Regions from separate parts of the Anser cygnoides genome. Here region 1 is linked to region 2. Evidence: chromatin contacts called from public Hi-C data. All regions are on one chromosome and are shown on one strand. Each heading gives the region's core, a stretch centred on a gene start, on an enhancer-like site or on the middle of the called end of the contact. The rest is flanking DNA. Distances are from core to core; before and after follow the strand shown. Region 1 holds the start of SORBS3 (sorbin and SH3 domain containing 3). Region 2 holds the start of XPO7 (exportin 7).

The links. A called contact is a pair of places that touch in the nucleus more often than the background predicts.
Region 1: a contact with region 2 is called in a Hi-C map of liver, with 10 times the contacts expected there. The contact joins the promoter of SORBS3 here to the promoter of XPO7 in region 2. A contact is called at or near these places in 2 of 7 Hi-C or Micro-C datasets (both in liver).

Annotation. Positions count from the first base shown.
Region 1 is chr26:2,275,227-2,279,559 of Taihu_goose_T2T_genome, reverse strand. SORBS3 (sorbin and SH3 domain containing 3) reads right to left here and starts at 1,908. Exons shown (of 19, transcript XM_066983358.1): 1 at 1,572-1,908; 2 at 73-172. The coding sequence starts at 1,610.
Region 2 is chr26:2,052,704-2,056,943 of Taihu_goose_T2T_genome, reverse strand. It overlaps XPO7 (exportin 7), which reads right to left and starts at 1,301. Exons shown (of 28, transcript XM_066983354.1): 1 at 1,146-1,301. The coding sequence starts at 1,163.

The DNA of each region.
Region 1 (4,333 bases), core at 659-3,158, 220 kb before region 2:
AGCAGCGCGTGGGGCAGCTGCTGGATCCCAAGGGGGCAGGGCAGGCGCCCCAGGGGTGCTCGGGGCAGGTACCTGCGGTTCTGGGGGCCGCTCGGACGTGCTCAGCTGGGGAGGGGTCGTGGAAGTCGAAATTCAGCGTGTTGGAGCCGCGGTGGCGGATGACGGGCACCTGCTGCACGAGGACGGGGCGAACGGGGGGGGGGGGGGGTTGAGGAGCAGCTCCCCAAATCCCCCCTCGACAGGCACAGGGGTCCCGCAGCCCCCGGCCCCGCTCACCCCCGTCACCACACGCTGCGCGGGCCCCCACAGCCCCGCCGGGGGGCAGAGGGGCACGTCCTCCGGGCTCAGAGCCAGGATAGGGCCCCCCCATGGCCGCGGGGCGCACGGACGCAGCCGCGGGGCTGCCCGTGCCCTGCGGGGAAAGCGGCTGTGCTCACGGCAGGTCCGTGCCCCCCAGCCCCCCTCGGGGCTCCCCCACTTGTTCTCCACGTGGGCATGGACGGATGCAGCCCCCCGGGCTTGGCATCAGCTTCAGGAAACCCCCACTCGAACCCACGTCCCCCCGCCACGGGACGGCCCCGTGCCCCCCCCCGGCTTTGCCAGCTCCACTCCGGGGCTCTGCCTGGGGGCCCCCAAAATCCCCGCCGGCCTTTTAAGGGAGAAAAGAAACCAGGGGAGGGACGGCGCGGTGGCCAAGTGGTGGCACATCGTCCCGGCATCCCGGTGCCGGCCACATCCCCGCCGTGCCGTGCCAGGAGCCGCTGGGCAAAGCGTGCCCGCCGGTGCCCTCGTGCCCGGGCATGTGGGGGCAGCGGGAGCGGGCGCAGCCTCCCGGGGCCGCGACGAAACAGAAAGTCGAAAGTATTTCCCCACCCTGCAGAGCAAACAGGGAGGGGAGGAGAAGCGGGAGGAGAAGCAGCAGGAGGAGAGCAGCAGCGGGAGGAGCGGGAACGGCGGCAGAGGCGCAGCTCATGAGTCACCGCCGCAGCGCGCTGCCAGGGCTGCAGCGCGGGGTGGGGGCGCCCCGGGATGGGACCCCCCGGTCCCCGTCACCCCCTTGTTCCCCCACCGTGGGATGGCTCCAGCACGAGGGGAGCCCTTTGGGGTGCTGTCAGCCGGGTGCAGGGCAGGGGACACCCGTGTCCTGCCCGCCCCATGCCCGGGAGCCCCCCGAGCATCACCACGCGCACCTGGGCACGGCAGGGCCGCGTTGTGCCCCTAACCCGTGGGACCCCTTGGTGTAGGGTCTTGGACACCTCGGGGGATCCTGGCACGGCCCCGACACCTCGCAGACCCCTCCTCAAAAAGCAAGCTGGCCGAGAAGCCCCTCCCTGGTGCGTTCTCGCCCCCAGCACCCCGCACCCCAGGTGTCACCTCCGTGGGACCCCCGGCTCCCCGATCCCACCACCACCAGCTCCGCACTGAGCACGCCCGCAATTAACGGGATTAACACCCCGGGAGAGATTCGCCCTAGGGCAAGCAAAGCCGGGTGCAGGCACCCACACCCCCTGCACCCCATCCAACCCCCGCGCGCCCCCCCTGCACCCCCCCCCCCCGGAGCCAGCTCTTACCTCCCGGGCTGGGGGCCCGCGGGCAGCGGGGCTGCGCATGGGGCCCGTGGAGCCCCGCGGGGCGCGGGACGGAGGCGGTGGGCGGCGGGGGGAGCGGGGAGAAGCAGGCAGGGGAGAGGAACGCGCGGCCCGAGATGTTTCGCCGCAAGCTCAGCGCTCAGCGGGTGGGTGGCGGGGAGAGGCCCCCCAAGCCCGCACCCCCCTGCGGCATCTCCAAGCCGCCCCCAACCCCCAAAGCAGCAGCAGCCCCCGGCCCCACGGTTGATCCCGCGGCGCCCGAGCTCTCCGGCGGGTGCCCGCGTGCCCTGGCCCCCCTGGGGCGCGTTCGTCCCCCCCACCCCCCCCAGCGCGCCCCGCTCTGGAGCAGGGCCGGCCCATTCAGAGTTTCCAGTGACATTTCCAGGAACGGGATCCAGGGAGCAGAGCCAAGAGGCTGAACTCATCCCACGCCCCGCGCACGCCTTCCCGCTGACGACACGGGGCCAGCCCGGCGCCGACGGCCCCCCGCTGCAGGCACCCCCCGGTGGGGTCCTCCCTGCTGGCCCGGGGGGCTTCTGGAGAGGGGTTTTGGGGCGAAAATCGCTTGGTGAGGGGGGAAGGAGTGGGGAGAGGGGCTCTGCGCTGCCCCACAACCCCACCACGGGGCGCACGGACAAAGCAATCCCCGTCCCCACTGCCGCCTGGTTTCCTACGGTGACCTCCTGTCCCTTTGGGGGGCCACAATCTGGGGACCCCCCCCGTTGGACGTCCCCCATTCCCTGGTGCCCCAGGGTGGGCGCGCGCCCCCCCGAACCCACCTCATCACCTCCGGGTGCGCCCCGGCCTCGGCCACTCTCGCCCGCCGCTCGCTTCCCGGTTTCGCCGCTCCCCAAAACTGCTGACAGCCCCGAAACCGGGCAGCCCCGGCCCTCCCCTGCCCCGTGCTCCTCACGTGAGCTCCGGCCTCCCCCGCCAGCAGCGGAGGCTCGCGGGAGGGAGGCTTTGGTGCCAGCCGTCCCCACCGAGAAGCTGCGGACGGGGACGAAGGCGCCAGCTGGGGCGGGCACGGCGCGGGGCACCCAAGGGACAAAGGTGACGGAGCGGGCGTGCTCCCCGCTCCCGGAGGCAGGAGGACACGGATCCCCACGGGGAAAGGAGGCCAGCCCCGTGAGCTGCGGGGAGGCAGCACGGGAGCAATTTGGGGGGGCAGCAATTTGGGGGGGGCATCAATTTGGGAGGCTGGCGGCACAGCCCGCGGTGCTGGGGACGGGGTTAAACCCCACAGCGGAGCCCCCAGCCCGTCCTCCGCCCCGGTCACCCCGCCACGTCCCCAGTGACATCTGGAGGTCACGGCCTCCGCTGGCGCTGCCCTCCACGGGCAGCAGAGCCCACCCTGGCCCCCCACCACCACCAGGGCTCCCTTTTGGGAACCGCCTCCCCCCCGGCGGCACCGCACTCACCTCGGCAGCCTCCGGGCAGCGTCCCCGTGCCGCCGGCCTCCCTCCCTCCCTCCCTCCCTCCGCCCTGCTCCCAGCACCAGCCTCCGCTCGCAGATAAATATTTAACGCGCAGCCCGGGCCAGGATTAACAAAGGGCGAGTGTTTCCTGTTTGCTCAGCGCGGCGATGCCAGGCGGGAGCGCGCCGCGAGGCCGGCGACGGCCACGGGACAGCGAGGCCGGAGGGGAGCCCCCCTCCCGGGGAGCGAGGCCGGAGGCTGCCCCCGTCGGGGGGTAAGGCTGGGGAGAAGGATGAGCGGGAGGCGGTCCTGGGATGCGGCCCTGGAAGGGGGTGCAGGCGAAAAAAGGGTGAGGGGGACGAGGCGGGGATGGGAGAGGCGTGGAGAGCACATGGGGAGGCAGCCTCGACGGCGGGAGGCAGGGCCTCCGCTCCTCCAAGGAGCTCTGGAGAGCGAGGAGGAGGATGTGGAGGGCAAAAACAGGAGTCAGCAGCCCGCCCTGACTGCACGAGGAACGTTATTTGGTTATTTACCCATCTCAAGGGGCGAGGAGAGGAGGCTGAGGGCTCTCCAACAAGGCGAGGCCAAGCACCGAGGCGCAGCGGCAGGGCCGGAGCCGTCGGCGCGACGCTGCCCTCACCCCGAGGCGACACCAAAAAGGGGCCCCCAAATCCCTCGTCCCCTCCCTCCCCAAGGCCAGGCAGGGCTGCCCCCAATAAACCACAGCGGAGCCGAGTGACGGTGTCAATTTTTAACTTTTTTTTTTTCTTTTTTTTTCTCCTTAAAGATGACTTCCGATTTACATTAAGACAGTTCTAACAAATTCATTCCTTGTTCACAAAAAAAAAAAAAAGAAATTATATTAAATAATTTCTGCCAATAAATAACATTTTCACCAGTAATTTTTTTTTTCCTTTAAACATAACTAAAAAAAGCAAGAAACAAAAAAAAATAAACAAACAACAACAAAAAAAATAAGGAGGCAGTCTCCAGGCAACGGGCGTTAAAAGATCCTTCAAGCATCGAGAACCCTAAAAAAAAAAATCACCGTCCCCCGCACCCAGCACGCGGCCCCCGCGGGGCTCCGGGTCCCACCCGGGGGGCGATGGCACGGCGGCGAGGGGTCCTCCCACCAAACCCCGCGCCCGACCCGGCGCTGCCTCCCCTCCTCGTTACATGCACCTTGCTCTAACATGCAAAAAAAAAAAACAAAACCCAGGCTGCGAGGCCACAGCCTGCGGAGGAGCGAGCGCGCCGCCCGCCCTTCCCCTCGTGCTCACGGCGGCGTGGTTTTTTTTTTTGGGGGGGCGGCCGGGGAGGGAGAGG
Region 2 (4,240 bases), core at 52-2,551:
GACGGCCTGCGCAACTTCGCTCAAATAACGCCAAGATGACCGGAGTTTCACGCGAGGGAAAGACCTCTCCCCCCAAAAATTTAACCTATCGACAAAACCACTGCGTCCTCCTGCCACAAAGCGATCCAGAGCCAGTTCTGAAGCCAACCTAGCGCTCTCTTTGCTGCCGGGAGCTACATGAGGGCTCTTCAGAGCTGCTGCTGGCTGCCTTTACCTGCGGCGGGGAGAAGAAAAAGAGGATAAAAAGCGCTCAGAGCACCCCCAGCCACGACGCCGAGCGATCCCTCCGCCTCCGCCCGTCCCACACAGGCACCGCGCCAGGCTGCAGGTGCCTGACCCCTGCTTGCAAACAAGTTTTCCCTGGGAGCCAAACATCTCCCGAGCCCCCGTCGTTAAACTTTAACCCCCGGAGCCGTGACCCAGCGATGGCGGAGCCCAAACTTCCACTTTCTCACCCCAATATTTAACAAAGAGCCAGGCAGGGCTTCGGAGCGGCGAGGGCAGCTTTACCCAGGCCTGCAGCAGGGTTTTGAGGGCAGGGAGACGAATTTTGTTTTTTTTTTAGTGAAAGGAGAGCGGGTTTTTAAAGGGAAAGAGGGGAATTTGGAGGACTGGGGGGGAAATATGGGGGGTAACGCAGCGACCCCCTCCTCACCCTGGTGTCCAGCGCCCCCACACGGGGCTGAGCAGCGGGGAAGCAGCTCCTGAGGGGGTGCTGAGGGGATCCTGAGGGGGGTGCTGAGGGGGTGCTGAGGGGGGTGCTGAGGGGATCCTGACGGGATCCTGAGGGGGGTGCTGAGGGGATCCTGAGGGGGGTGCTGAGGGGATCCTGAGGGGATCCTGAGGGGGGTGCTGAGGGGATCCTGAGGGGGGTGCTGAGGGGATCCTGACAGGGGTGTTGAGGGGGTGTTGAGGAGGTGCTGAGGAGATCCTGATGGGATCCTGAGGGTGTGCTGAGGGGATCCTGACGAGATCCTCCCCCCCCCCTTAGGCCCCGCCGCCCCGCCGCCCCTTCCCCGCCCCCCCCCGGGCCCCCTTTCAACCCCGCGGCCGGCCGAGGCCTCGCCCCGGGAAGGCTCCGAGGCCCGGAGGAGAGGCCGGGCGGGCCGGGGCGGCCCCCCGGGGCCGGGCGGGCCCCCCCTCACCTGCACATGGTCCGCCATCTTGCGCCATTCATGCTCCGCTCCCCCCGCCTCCGCCGGGCCCCGCCGCGCGCCCGCCTCTCCCCCCCCCGCCCCTGCCCCTTCTTCCCCCAAGCGCCGCCGGAGCCGCTGCGCATGCGCGCCGCCCCGCCCCGCCGCCCCGCCGCGCCTGCGCGCGCCGCCCGGCCGCGCCCCAGCCGGCGCGCGCGCTGCTGCTGCCGCCGCTGCCGCTGCGCCCCGCGTGACGTCACGGCGCTGCGCGGCGCGGGGAGGGGTTGAGGTGTGTGGGGGGGTGGGGCTTAAAGGGGACGCGGCCTGCGCGCCGTGACGGGGCCTGAGGGGAGCCAGTGCCACCAGTGTAACCAGTACACAGCCCCAGTGCCCCCAGTGTCACCAAGGCCCAGTATCAGTGCTCCCAGTGTCCCCAAAGCCCAGTATCAGTGCTCCCAGTGCCACCAGTACATAGCTTCAGTGTTCCCGGTGCCCAGCACCAGTGCCCCCAGAGGAGAACACCAGTGCTCCCAGTGCCTGCAGGGCCCAACGCCAGTGCTCCCAGTGCCACCAATACACAGCTCCAGTGTCCCCAGTGCCCCCAGAGCCGAACACCAGTGCTCCCAGTGCCTGCAGGGCCCAATACCAGCGCTCCCAGTGCTTCCCAGTGCACAGCTCCAGAGCTCCCAGTACACCTAGTGCCACCAGTGCACAGCTCCAGTGTTCCCAGTGCCCACCACCAGTGCTCCCAGTGCTTCCCAGTGCACAGCTCCAGTGCTCCCAGTGCCTGCAGGGCCCAACACCAGTGCTCCCAGTGCCTGCAGTGCCCAGCACCAGTGCTCCCAGAGCAGAGCACCAGTGCTCCTAGGGCCACCAGCGCACTGCTCCAGTGCTCCCAGTACTCCCAGTACATGTAGAGCCCAGTACCAGTGCTCCCAGTGCCCAGGACCAGTTCTCCCAGTGCCTCCAGCGCTCCCAGTGCCTGCAGGGCCCAACACCAGTGCTCCCAGTGTCTGCAGAGCTCAGTGCCAGTGCTCCCAGTGCCTCCCAGTGCCTGCAGGGCCCAACACCAGTGCTCCCAGTGTTCCCAGTGCCCCAAGTGCACAGCTTCAGTGCCCCCAGAGCCCAACACCAGTGCTCCCAGTGCCTCCAGTGCCTGCAGGGCCCAACACCAGTGTCTCCCAGTGCCTGCAGAGCTCAGTACCATAGCTCCCAGTGCTCCCAGTGCCATCAGTGCACAGCAACAGTGCTCCCAGTACTACCAGTGCACAGCACCAGTGCTCCCAGTGCCTGCAGGGCCCAACACCTGTGCTCCCAGTACCCCCAGAGCCAAACACCAGTGCTCCCAGTGCCCCACACCACTGCTCCCATTGCCTGCAGGCCCAGTACCAGAACCCAGCACCAGTGCCCCCAGTGCTCCCAGTGCCCAGCACCGGCGCTCCCAGTTAGCGCAGGCCCCGCCCCGCCGCCCCACCCCAGTGCTCCCAGTGCTCCCAGTGACCCCAGCCCGGCCCCCCCAGTCTCTGCCCGGTGCGGGCCGAGGCGGAGGCGGCCGCGGGCGCCCCCTGGCGGCAGGAGACGGGAGGCACCGGGGGGCGGGCAGCGGGGGGGGGGGCAGGGCTTTGCATGCACCTAGGGATCCAATGCATGCACCGAGGGATCCAGTGCTCTGCATGCATGGAGGGATCACACGTATGCACCGAGGAATCCAGTGCTTTGCATGCACTGGGGGGTCCCCTTCATGCACCGAGGGATCCAGTGCTTTGCATGCATGTAAGGATCACATGTATGCACTGAGGGATCCAGTGCTTTGCATGCACCAAGGGATCCCATGCACGTACCAAAGGATCCAGTGCTTTGCATGCACTAGGGGGACCCCTGCATGCACCGAGGGATCCCATGCTTTGCATGCTCCGAGGGATCCAATGCATGCACCAAGGGATCAAGTGCTCTGCATGCATGGAGGGATCACACGTATGCACCGAGGGATCCAGTGCTTTGCATGCACCAAGGGATCCCGTGCACGTGCCAAGGGATCCAGTGCTTTGCATGCACTAGGGGGACCCCTGCATGCACCGAGGGATCCCATGCTTTGCATGCTCCGAGGGATCCAATGCATGCACCAAGGGATCAAGTGCTCTGCATGCATGGAGGGATCACATGTATGCACCGAGGGATCCAGTGCTTTGCATGCACCAAGGGATCCCGTGCACGTGCCAAGGGATCCAGTGCTTTGCATGCTCCAAGGGATCCCCTGCATGCACTGAGGGATATGCATGTAAGGATCACACGTATGCACTGAGGGATCCAGTGCTTTGCATGCACTGGGGGGTCCCCTGTGTGCACCGAGGGATCCAGTGCTTTGCATGCATGAAGGGATCCTCTGCATGCACCAAGGGATCCAGTGCTTTGCATGCTCCAAGGGATCCCCTGCGTGCACCGAGGGATCCCATGCTTTGCATGCTCCGAGGGATCCAGTGCTTTGCATGCACCAAGGGGTTCATGCCCTGCATGTACCGAGGGATCCCGTGCACGTGCCAAAGGATCCAGTGCTTTGCATGCATGTAAGGATCACACGTATGCACCGAGGGATCCAGTGCTTGGCATGCATGGAGGGATCCCCTGCATGCACCGAGGGATCCAGTGCTTTGCACGCCCCGCGGGGTTCATTCCCTGCACGCCCCCAGCGGCAGCGGCCGCGGTGCCAGCCCGGGGGCAGCCCAGCACCCCACGGGCAGCCTGCGGGGTGGCAGCCGGGGAGCCCCCGCAGCCGATGGTTGGCGGGAGCACACGCTTCCCGCAAAACCTGAAACGCTTCCCACCCTGGCTGCAGCAGAGGTGTAAAAACCAGCCTGCTTTTGGGAGAAAAAGGCCTGAGTTTGGAGGCGCAGAGGAGCTTCCTACGCGCTGCGCCTCTCTCCAGAGCGATCCCCTCCGCCGGCGCCCAGTCTCAGCCGCCCCGCACCCCGCAGAGGTGCTTTTAGGCCCATTTTACAGATCGGAAAACTGAGTCACGGGTGCGATTTCCAAGCCCGTCCTTTCCCCACGGGGCCGTGCAGCTGCAGGACCGCCGGCACCGCGTCGCAGCCGGGACGTGCGCCCTTTCC